Regions from separate parts of the Gossypium arboreum genome. Here region 1 is linked to region 2. A link is a contact called in public Hi-C data. All regions are on one chromosome and are shown on one strand. Each heading gives the region's core, a stretch centred on a gene start, on an enhancer-like site or on the middle of the called end of the contact. The rest is flanking DNA. Distances are from core to core; before and after follow the strand shown. Region 1 holds the start of LOC108454182 (rRNA 2'-O-methyltransferase fibrillarin 2-like). Region 2 holds the start of LOC108488086 (ferric reduction oxidase 2-like).

Region 1 (5,890 bases), core at 996-3,495, 210 kb before region 2:
TTGGTTATATGGCATGTTTAGGAGTTGTGATTAATATGCCTTATATGTTTGCAATGTTGATAGCCATGTGATTTGGCTTATTTTGGCATATGTTGGCATAAGTATGTATATATGTGATTATTTTCATCTTATGTACATTTGGGTTGTCATGGAATATGTTTGAATATGTGAATGTGTAAATGGCTCTTTAATATGTGGTTGGAAATTGCTGTGTTAATGCTTGTTGTGGATTGGTATTTTGAGTACCAAATAGTTGGATTTTGAGATATGGTATGCTTGTGGTTTTAGGCAAAATAATGCATAGTTGAAAGTGACTATTTAGGTGATTTTTAGATGTGAAATTGGTATGAAACTGAATGACTAATTGTGATACTTGAGTGCCTTGTGGTTGTTGGAAATGATATAGCATAAATTGAACTTGGTTTAGATGGGTTTAAATGCCTATTGAAGGTATGGTCATATGCAATTTCGTTTGTTTAGGTGAATACAAGATTGGTTGAGAAAGATGGCTTGGAAAATAACCTATTTTTGTCCACACGAACAGAGACACGGGCATGTGTCTCAACCGCGTGTGACACATGGTCAGGTGACATAGCCGTGTGTCCCCTGGTACTTAATTAGAAACCAAGTCAGTATGCACCACATGGCCCAACACGGGCGTGTGACTTGACCGTGTGGCATAAGTTAGTATACCTTATAGTTTTAGCACGGCCTAGCATACTACCTGACACATGGGCGTGTGAGGCTATTTTGAAGGGTACACGGGCTAGTCACACAGGCGTGTGGTTGGTCGTGTGACCCAAGTCAGGGAGTTACACAAGGTCGGACACGGGCTGGGACACGGCCATATGATACCATTTCGAATGTCCATATGGCCTGTAACACAGGCGTGTCTTTAGCCGTGTGAGACACACAGTTGGGCCACACGGACATGTGTTCCTTGTACTTTAAAAAATTTTCTATATTTTTCCAAAAAATTCCTGAGTTCTCGGTTTAGTCCCGAACCACTTCTAATGCTTGTTTTTGGCCTCGATGGCTCATGTTAAAGAGACTATATGATTATAATTATATGTATTTTAATTGATATGAGAATTGTAATTTTGATTGTATGATTGTTTATGAGATTAGTCTGATAATACTTCGTAACCCTATTCCGGTAATGGGTACGGGTTAGAGGTGTTATATTAGTCTTTTGAGAAGTTAGACATTGGGGGTATCAGAATAGACACTAGGTTTTTTAGGACAGTTTTGTTTTGTTTGGTCTAGGTAGAAGTAGTTTGTTTTTCAGTTTTGTTTTTTAGTTTGTTTACTGTTTTAGAACCCATTGGATGGATTATTAGCTTAGGTCCTAATGTTATAAAACTCCCATATTTAATGTTAAAAAAAAAACATTAGTAGAGATTTTTAAAATTCCTTTAAACCCTTTTGATATTTTAGAGTCTAATAATTTCCTTTTATTATTTATTATTTATTATATTAATAAAAATCAAATACTTTTCTTTTACTTATTCTTTCTCTCATTCATGTGGTAATCGATTTAATAGGTTAAAAGGATACTACCAATTTTCCAAAATTGTACTACACTTTTCTCAAATAATCAATGTGTTCTTATTAAAGGTTGAATGATATTGTTTTTTTTTCTTTTACATTTAATTTCAACCTTAGATTATTTTACATCTCATGGAATTTCTTCATAGAAAGATCTCAATCTAATTATCACCAAAATATAGAAAGAATACATAAATGATTTAATCCACGTCTTCTATCCATAAATGATTGAATGAAGACTTTGGGCTCTGATATTTTTGACCCACTTATATTGTTTGCAAGAGGAAGGGCTTTCCACAGACTCTCACAAGTGTTTTTAAAATGTGCTTAATTTTTAGGCTAACAAAAAAGAATGATGGTTTTAACTATTATTTATAATTTAATATTTTTATATAACATTTATATTAAATATATAATTACTTATTCATTGAAATTTATTTTAAATATATATCATTATATATTTGAATTTGTAATAATTATGTTTTAATATTACAAGTATTATTTATATATTTAAATCAAAATTTTATAAATAATTAATATTAAATACTTAAAATATTTAATTTATTTTTATATATTAAAATATTAATAATGAATTACAATAAATCATAATTTTATATTTTTACCCAAATATTCAGTTAATTTTTTCTTTTTATCTTTTTTACTTTACAGCCTCAACTAGCCCTTAATAAACCCTACATTTTTTACATATAAACCCTAGTTTGTTGTATATAAAGTATAAGCCCTAACATTTGCCTCCAAGCATTGCTTCGCTTCTCACTCTGTTTCTCTAGTTTCCCTCATTTCGCTCTCTTTGGTTCCAAAGTCTCCCAGAGATGAGACCTCCAAGAGGTGACCCTGTCTCTTCTTTTTCTTTCTGATTTAAAGCAGCATATGCATTTAATAGTTTGGAGCTAAGAAGCAGCTTACTACTCCGTGTGTCTATTTTTCTAAAGTTGCTTGGAGACTCGTTTTTGTATTTCTAATAGTTTGGTTATTTGCAGGCCGTGGTGGTGGTGGTGGGTTTAGGGGCAGAGGTGATGGAGGGAGAGGGAGAGGTGGTGGTGGAAGAGGTGGCGATAGAGGGGGCAGTGCCACGAAGTCCCGAGGTGGTGGGCGTGGTGGCCGCAGTGGAGGAAGAGGGCGTGGAGGAAGAGGTGGAATGAAAGGTGGGAGCAAGGTTATAGTAGAGCCCCATAGACACGAGGGAGTTTTTGTTGCAAAGGGTAAAGAAGATGCTCTTGTTACTAAGAATATGGTCCCTGGTGAAGCTGTCTACAATGAAAAAAGGATTGCTGTTCAGGTCATCTTGTCTTTCTATTAACCAAGTCCATTTCCTTTATCATATTTTGTGCTACATGATAGTACAAATATATTGAATTTGCTCTGTATTTAGCCAATTGGGTTTTGTGCTCTTCCACTTGACTTGTGTTGATAAGAGTGATTAATTTTGCCATGAGAAATTGAGGGTCTTAGAACTTTGATTTAACAGAATGAAGATGGGACCCAAGTTGAATACAGGGTTTGGAATCCTTTCCGATCTAAGTTGGCAGCTGCGATTCTTGGTGGTGTAGATAATATATGGATTGTAAGCTTTCATCAATCAATTTAATTTTGTTCAATATACCTATATATATCCATCATAAAACCTATCTAATTTGATATTATTGTGGTTTAATCAAGAAACCTGGTGCTAAGGTTCTTTACCTTGGAGCTGCTTCTGGTACTACTGTTTCTCATGTATCTGACGTTGTTGGTCCTGTAAGTATAGTATTGCTCTAAACATTATCTTTGTTTGTATGCATCTTGCAAAGTTGCTTATTTTTGTCTGTTTATTCGTTAGAATGGGGTGGTTTATGCTGTGGAATTTTCTCACCGAAGTGGTAGAGACTTGGTAAACATGGCTAAGAAGCGAACAAATGTTATACCTATCATTGAAGATGCCAGGCATCCGGCTAAATATAGGATGCTAGTTGGCATGGTGGATGTGATATTTTCTGATGTTGCTCAGCCTGATCAGGTTTGCTTGGGAGTGTTTGTGGCTCTTCTTTTTTTCAATTTATGATTTTCCAAGTAGTGAAAAAGAATTGCAAAAATCAGTTCCTTCTTTGCCATATTAACTGTAGCCTGAGATCGTGCTGAAGTCTGATCTTGATTGTGTACCCTGCACTTGTGTGCTCTCTGTTTATATCATTCATATATGCATCCTGCGTATGTAAATTTGTTTGGTTTCTTTCTCCTTCGGCTTTGTGTTTGTTTATTCTTTATTCTTTGGTTTTCATCAAGTACTCTATCTTCACATTTGCTAAGTAGCTTTAACTAGCCTATGCATATGATGAACTCTACTCGGATTCCCCTTCAAGACATAATGAGTGATGCAAACTCGAGTTTCTGATGCAATATTTATTTGTTAACTTTGAATAGTTTGCTAATTTTTCTAGAATACTTTTTTTCTGGATATTGTATTTCCGGGTCTTTTTCCATACTGATACAAATATTTGGCTACAAGAAGTTGAAATTTAAATATGCTTCCTTTTGGATGTACGTCCATGAAACTTTTGTGTGGTTGCCTCACTCTTTTACCATTTTCTGTTATTTGTTGACTTCATAACTATGCAAGTGATGGATGCTCGGATTCCCCTTGACATCATGGATGGTGCAATACTGAGATTCAGATGCTTTGAATGTTTCTATAATGTTGTCTAAAGTTTTTCCAACTTTTTTTTTTTTGGTTTTAAAATAAGCATTAATTTCTTTACTCTCTTAATAGCAGTAATAAATGTATATTCATTTCTTTTAAAGTTATTTTTCAATTATTTCATTGTTAAAACATGTCAGTCTCTCACACTAGTATTCAGAAACTACTTTTCATTTCTTCATTCTTCTTTCCATGTGCATTGCTAAAAATTGAAAAGGAGATTAGTTCCGTTGGTGCTCTTTTGATTGCTCTTTATTTCCACTGGCAAGCCTCCAGCCTGCTCAACTTATCTGATATCCTTTTCTGATGGAGATGAGTTGAGTCATTATCTTCTTGCTTTCTTTTTGTTTCTTAGTAATTGATTTTTCCTTTTGCAGGCTAGGATTTTGGCTTTGAATGCATCATATTTCCTGAAAGCTGGTGGTCATTTTGTCATTTCAATTAAGGTTAGTGCTCGAAAAATCTTGGGATTTCGAATTTTAAATGTGAAATTTATTACTTTTTGGAGACAGGGAAGTTCATGTGACTTCAATTTGTTTAGAAGCCTTCAGTACATAATGTTGTCTTAAACTGGAATGGACATCTGATTGTTTTCAGGCAAACTGCATCGACTCCACTGTTCCCGCCGAGGCTGTATTCCAGAATGAGGTTAAGAAATTGCAACAGGAGCAATTCAAGCCTTTTGAGCAAGTCACCCTTGAACCTTTCGAGCGCGACCATGCTTGTGTTGTTGGTGGCTACCGGATGCCGAAGAAACAGAAAGCGGCAGCTTAATGTTTCTAATCCATTTTTTATGTTTGTTAGAAAAGAGAATGCAATCTCAGATAGAGTTAAGAAAATGGCTCTTCAGCTTTTACTGTAATGTTTCATCACTGTTTCTGCAGAACTAAATCAGTAATTTATTTTATGGTAAACTACATCACAGTACACATGACTATTACCCTATTACCCTTTTTCTTTGTTGGTGGCCCAACTATCAATTGTTTTAATTTGGTTACCTAACTAATTGAGATTGTTTTCTTGGTTCATTTTCATTATGTGCTATTAAATCTTTAAAGGTGGGGTGAAGTAGCAATTAAAAAATCAGTATGATAATAAATTTAATTTTAATTTTTATATATTATATTGATTTAGTTATAATCTTAAAAATTTACAAATTCTCTCAATTTAATTTTTAAAATTTATCTTTCCCTTCTGCATTCCCGCGGCCACTATCGTCATTATCTCAATCTCTCTTTTTACCTTTCTCCAAAAATAACTTTGCTTTTTTTTTTTGGAGGCTTTGATAGAAAAAATAAAAGCTTACATGTTTGTCAAGAAACAAACCTGGAGAGATCTACATGTCAGAGTAAGAGAAGGAACTTTAGAGAACCCTCTAAAATTGCTGTTGCCTTGCCTTGAAAGTTGTAAACATTGAATATATCAGCTTTGACAAAGAGATTGTAGGTTCTCCGGTGAAAACCTTTCTGCTTCATCGTCAATATATCGAAGTTAGTTTTAAAAAATTTCTCTAACATATTTCTCATCCACCATTCTCCTCTACTTCGTAAAAATCTTTCCCTTACTATTATTTTCATTCTGTAAATTTTGTATAATTATCTATTATCTCCTGTATCTTCAGTGTAACGTTTTTTAAAGAAATAGTAT
Region 2 (6,638 bases), core at 1,300-3,799:
AAATGTGTTGAAGCAGGTGGTCCGTAAGGCCCTTCTATGGAGACCTGGAAACCATCCATGGGTAAAGGGGATGAAAGCTTCTGATACAAGTCAGAAGACCACCTTCCTTCACTTTTGACCACGATGCTCAGCTTGTCAGTATCCATATTGCTATTGGAGGTAATTGTAAAGGGATGCCATTGAAGCTTAGAAATGGCTGGTACATTCACAAATATAATGCTTGTTGGACTGTGATTCACTTCTGCCACATTAAACAAACAAGATTATCTCCAAAATTATTGCTTATCTTGTCAACAGTATACATATCATCCAAATATAAACTTCATCAAATTTTGCTTAATTCTACTTGTGATTAGCCACATTTTTTAACCCTCAAATATATGATTGGCTCAATCAACAAGCATACATCAATATTGAAGTAATAAGTTTTGGCAGGTAAAAGTATAATAGAGTTTCATATATTAAGAGCCAGATTGTTCTCCACTCAAAATAGGTAAATTAGTCGGTCTATGTTAGTTCAAAAAATAAATTGATATTTTTTGTTAAAAAATTCATTCATTTTTACCGTTAAAAACTAACATGGTTAATCGAATAACTAAACACTGATACATGGGATGCCATGTGTATTTCATGTAAACATAAAAGAACCAGTTTTTAATAATAGAAATGGATGTAATTTTTAACAGAATGACCAGTTTGCTCTTTAATATAATGTATATAAATTAATTTACTCATTTTTTAGTAAAGGAATAAAGTACAATCTAACTCCTAATATATGGGCTTCTACGTTACTTCTACATTTTGGCAATTACCTGGGCTCTTGCAGAAGTTCAACTCAACAGTTTGACAAGGTAAAATACGTGCAGCAACCAAGCTAACCCTTTGTTGGGATTGTAAGAATCTTAGACATCGATCTATTAAGAAGAGGTAGAAACCAGGAAGCACGATGCAAGCATAGGAGAAACCCACGTGAAAGACGAAGAAGACAATAAAGAGAATGTAGAGATGATGAGTGTAATAGAAGAGCTCAAACATTTTCCGCCTTATTTGAGGAAGGCTTGTTGCCCACATCCCTAACCCACAAACAAAACCTATTTCTCCTGCCATGTTTGAAACTTCAATCTTACCCCATTTAAGTACCTGCAGTTCAACACAATGAATCATTGAAATACCAGTATGCAAGAATATGTGGTTATTTACTTACCTGTGATAACTGCTCAGTCTTGGCCCAGAAAACAAAGTAACATAAACCATGAGCAGTGAAAATGGTCATAGCAATATGCCCAACCCAAATATGATACTTAATACTTGCTTCTGAGCTAAGCCCAATCAACCGTAAAACTGAAGATCCTCTTGTCACGGGGAAGAAGAGGAAAGCTAGGCAAATGTTGCCTACGAGACCTAGTGTTAGACCTGACATTTCCAACTTAGCCTCCCACCTGCAAGGAGATGTCATCAAACTATTGCATTTGGCCCCCCATTTGGAACTTTTTTTTAATAAAGTCTTAACCAAGGAATTCATGAGATACTTACACTAGCAATCCACTCCTTGAAGCCATTTGGTCGATATGTGTAAACATACCATTCAAGTAAGAAGTGGTTGACCAAGCTAACAGCACAACAAACATGGTTAAAAATGAGAGCTCCATCCATGAAACAATACCCAAAGGACCTTTCACTATCACTGGTTGCTTCAACTTAGATGTCGGCACCCTTTTGTTCCCAATAAATCAGCAACAGTTTGTTATACTATACCATGATAAGCATGGAAGCCCTTATACTAGGCGTAATATTGTATTTTGTCCCATCTATTTAAAAAAATAGACGAATTAATATATGTATATTAAATCAAAGAGCAAATCAGTTCTTTTTGTTGAAAATTTCATTCAATTCTATTATTAAAAATTGGCATGGTGGATAGAATAAACAAACAGTGACAAGTGGTGCGCCACATGTATCTCATGTTAATGTACAAAAATCGATTTTTAGCAATAGAAATGAATAAAATTTTTAACAAAAGGACCAATTCACTCTTTAATCTAACGTATAAAGATTAATTTACTTGATTTTTTAATAGAAAAAGTAAAATGTAATTCGACTTTTAATATAAGGGCCTGCATAGAACTTTTACCACTATGTCATGAAACATGAAATAAGTGGAAAAAAAGTAGCGATCATATCTAAAGATGTACCCTTCAACGTTGTGATCTCCATGTTTCTTTCCTAAGTGAAGGTAAATACATCCCAGTGTAGCAATGAAGAGGATGGGAAATGTACATATCAGCATAGTTGAACCTGCATATATATATATATATATTATATATAATCATTTAAGACAGAAAAGTACTTCCAAACAGAAAAAGAACTTCAAATGAAACTGCAATATGGAGTGCTTTTATACCTTGTTGTCCAAAGTATATGGATTTGGTCTTGGCACGGATTTTAGGCAACCAATGTTCAAAATATAACTTCGTGGGCATCATGAACCAAAGCATCATGTACCCAAGAGAGAGCAGCAGTAGGAACAGTTTTATGGCTGATCTAACCATCTTCAATTCGCTTTAATTTTTGGTCTATAATCCAATTGAAGCAATCCCTACTTATTTATACAAGAATGTTTCTGTTTGAAAGTACAAAAGGAATGTTAATGTAAAAAGAAAATTATAATAAATTGAGCTAGGCGTTTAGGCCACGTTTAATCAAGAAAATGCAAGCCAAATTATATGTCCATTATCGTACAAAAAAGAATAGATCTATTTTCAAACCGCTGACTTCTAATTTTGGACATTAGAAATGCCACGAATTCAGCGTTCATGTCAGTGCTGTTTGTCTCAATGCAAAATATATTAACGTTTTAAAATAATTTTAGTGTCAACAATCATTTGAGCCTTTATCAAACCTCCATGAAGCACTTTAACATTTTTTTTCTTTTTCTTAATAATTTTTATACAAATTTGGCCATAACATTTTAGCATTTTATTCTTTTTCTTAAATTATATATTCAATCATTCCAGATTCTTAGTATTACAGAATGATTAAAATTTGAATGTAGGAAGCTGGATTTGTTGTATATTATTGTTGTTGATTCCTACTCCTTAGTCCGAACTTCGGTCCAATTAATTGAGCCTTGATGGACTGCAGCTGCGTCTCTTTTGCTTTTAAATTTCTTTGACTGCTCCTCTTGTCCTTTTGGATAAATCTTGGCATTGCGTTAAGAATTGAGCTTATATTGGAGTTTACGTCAGAATTTATCTTTTCTAATTCTTAAATAAAATGATAAAACGTGTTTAAAATGTATTTATATTTATAATTTTTACATTAACAATAATATCATATCAACCGAATTAAAATTTAATCGATTCTTATAAATTAAAAATCATTGTAAAATAAAAAAATTAATATTTGATAAATGGTTAAAAAGAGAATGGGTGCTCCAATTGGTCTGAAATATACATCTAATCCGAAATTTTTTAACTAATTAAAAATAATTTGAACTAGAAAACATTTATAAAAACTTAAAAAAATTGAAAAAACATGAGAATATTTAATGAATTTTCATTGCAAGTGAGATTTAGACATTTGAATATATTAAATTTGAATCTTTTAGTAAATTACAATTTTATTCAGGATTGTTATTTCATATACCCTTTATAATAAGCTTTTTACAAGTTTTATTTATCCCAAAAAGCAGTAAAACTGTTAAAAAAACTCAATACAACTTTACAGAGAAAATGAAACTTGTTCTTAGCATTATACTATTAACTCCCTAGTATATTCCATGTTGTACAAAGTTGAATATTTATTGATCATCTTTTTACTTGTAAGCCCTAAACCTACAAAATCTTTTAAGACTTCTGAACATATCTTGCTCAAACCTTTAAATGGTCTTCAATTTCTTTCTTACAAGATTAAGTAAATGAAATAATTCCATGCTAACTTGAGAATATAAACAATAAGAGCTTTGCCTTTTATATCTCGTGCAAAGCCATTGGATCTCCTGATTCCATCCCCCAACTTTTCATTGAATATATTACAAAGTAATAAAACATTCCCTCATACAATTCTAGCAAAACGATGATCCCTTGTTTCTTGGTTTTATTGACATAGCAAACAAAGACCTTCCAATAAGTCTATCCTTTGTGGGAAGCTTATTAAGAATATCCATCCAAGTTAAAAAGGAATGGTTTGGTATATGAAGTGGAAACCAAATCACCTTACACCTCATAACTTTCTTGATGTGATTTCTAGAACCCAAATAGAACCTCGATAATATGTTAACGAGACTCGTACTCAAAGTTACAATTTACTTTTGTGTCGGACCATCTTGAACATGAACAATAGATAAAAAATACCTTGACCTGAGGTGCTTGATAAGTTTAAAGAACTAAAGTTATAAATGAACTTGACTCGATTAAGCTTAAAACAAATACCCAAACCTTGGAGTAAGAAAGTTGGTGTTGCCACACTTTGGAAAGGGATGAGAAAGGGACTGATAAGACAGTTGAATGCTACAAAATTGAAGTTTTAATATGTTTGAAAGGTTCAATGAAGAACCAAGAGAGAAACTTTGAAATAAGTTTTATAAAATTGTCAATCAGTCTTTACAAAATGACATGGGTGAACTATATATAAACCTAGGCATACAAATGGAAGCAATTCGACACTAAATGTATTCATGTGTAACAACTCATTTTCAGTTGTGCCGAAAATAGTGGTTTCGGGACTATGATTCCGACAAACGAGTTAGTATTTTAATATTTATTTAATTCTTATGAGTAATTATTAGGGTCATATTAAAATTTGTTTAATAAATTTTAACGTTTAATTAGTTAATTTAATAAAAATGATTAAATCGTAAAAGTTATAAAAGTTGATTTCCATTAGTTAAAAGGGTCAAATAGCTTTGAAAGGTAAATTAATGGACTTGGATGGTAATTATACCATACCTATAGTTAGTGCATGATATTGGTAGGTTTTGGTGTAATTTTAATAGTTTTTAAAGGTTAATTTTGTAATTTAATAATTAAATAAAAGGTTAAACAAAACAAAAGGTAAAACTAATATCATCTTCCCCATTTTTGTTTTCAAAATCGAATCACCATTGGTGAAGGGGGAAACTTTTGACCAAGATAAATTCTCGTGCATGTTATTTGTTTGATACCTGTTTTTAGTGATTTTTATATTTTTGATGTAGTATTAGCTTAATCTAGCTAGCCCGAGGGTCAATTTGTAAAATTGTTAAAAGTATAGGGACTTTCCATGAATGAGTTTGTAGTGTTTGTGAATTTAGTTGATAGATTATTAAGCTTGGTTGCTACATAGACATATTTTACTATGTGATTTTTGATGATTTTAAAGTTTAAGGGCCTATATGAGTAAAATGGTAAAATTTAATGATAAAAATGTGAAATGGTGGGAATTATGGGATGTTATAAACCCCTAGGAAATTCGTCTAATAGGATTTTTCTTTAAAAATGATGATTTTGCAAGTTTTAAGTTTAGGGACTAAATTGTAAAAAAAGTTAAAATATTAGGGGTAATTTTGTAAATTCACATTAAAATGAGTTATAGGTTGGAATTAGTTGTTTTAAACTATTTAAATTGTTTAATTGAGTTAAATTACTATTTAAATCAATATACGAATCAGCCGGACTTAAACTTAGGAAAAGCTAAAGTGTCAAATTAATCGCCGACTTCGTTTTTACAACCGTTTTTATCGAGGTAAGTTCTTATGAGTATTAAACTTATTAATTGTTGTTTTGATTGTATGTTAATTAATGTTATGTTAGGTATAATTTAAATTGATAATAATATGATGTTTTGGATATTGGATGGTTTAATAGTACTGTTTGAAACTTGTGAATACTTAGGATACAAATGACATGTCATTAGGGATTATACGGTTTTAGGTGCTGGTCTTGGATGTCCTATGAATGACTGAGGTCTTACATTTTTTGCAAATTCTCCATAGCTTGTGTGAGCAGCATCGTGTAGCTAACATCCCGACCCACAACTCGTGCAAGCATTATGGATATGGTTATAGTTACATGTAAAAACACACTTTGTGTGAGCATTTCCTGAGTATCCGATGTTATTCTATTTGGTTCAACGGGTAATTAAGGTATAAAATGGAAAGGTATATGTATGCATTGGTTTATGTTAATGAGCTTATGAAATGGAAAAATGTGGTATGCTTAATTGGATTGAAAAGGGAACTAATTGAATATGTGATGAATTGTTTGTATATTGAAATCCATTTCATGATATGTGCCTTGTTTCATAGGTTGTGGATAGGAAAGTAATGTAATACCCCTAGTTCGTATCAATGGCCGGAATAAGGTTACAGAGCATTACTAGAGTTTTCATTTCAAAATGAACAAAAATTATAAACATTTCAATTCATATCATTAATCATATCAAAACCAATCCATAACATGCATATTGTATTTTATGCAAGTCCTCGAGGCTCTAAAAACACATTAGAGACAAGTCGGGACTAAATCGAAAACATATAGAATTTTTTAGAAAACAAAGAAAAATTTCAAAACTGCAAGGGTCACATGGCCGAGAGACATGCCCGTGTCTCAAGCCGTGTGGACATTCGAAGTAAGGACACATGGCCGTGTCCTAGCCCGTGT

The links. Hi-C and Micro-C count contacts between places; a contact is called where the count stands out from the background.
Region 1: a Hi-C map of leaf shows a contact between it and region 2, with 8 times the contacts expected there. The contact joins the promoter of LOC108454182 here to the promoter of LOC108488086 in region 2. A contact is called at or near these places in 2 of 5 Hi-C or Micro-C datasets (both in leaf).

What each region holds. Positions count from the first base shown.
Region 1 is chr9:32,655,073-32,660,962 of ASM2569848v2, reverse strand. LOC108454182 (rRNA 2'-O-methyltransferase fibrillarin 2-like) reads left to right here and starts at 2,245. Exons shown (of 7, transcript XM_017752550.2): 1 at 2,245-2,397; 2 at 2,550-2,848; 3 at 3,038-3,133; 4 at 3,229-3,306; 5 at 3,389-3,565; 6 at 4,621-4,689; 7 at 4,841-5,157. The coding sequence starts at 2,382. The coding sequence ends at 5,017. It overlaps LOC128281328 (small nucleolar RNA snoR60), which reads left to right and starts at 4,159; the gene lies at 4,159-4,225. LOC128281326 (small nucleolar RNA snoR60) reads left to right here and starts at 3,872; the gene lies at 3,872-3,944.
Region 2 is chr9:32,440,005-32,446,642 of ASM2569848v2, reverse strand. It overlaps LOC108488086 (ferric reduction oxidase 2-like), which reads right to left and starts at 2,549. Exons shown (of 8, transcript XM_053019518.1): 1 at 2,402-2,549; 2 at 2,201-2,295; 3 at 1,534-1,697; 4 at 1,205-1,439; 5 at 813-1,140; 6 at 1-241. The coding sequence starts at 2,549.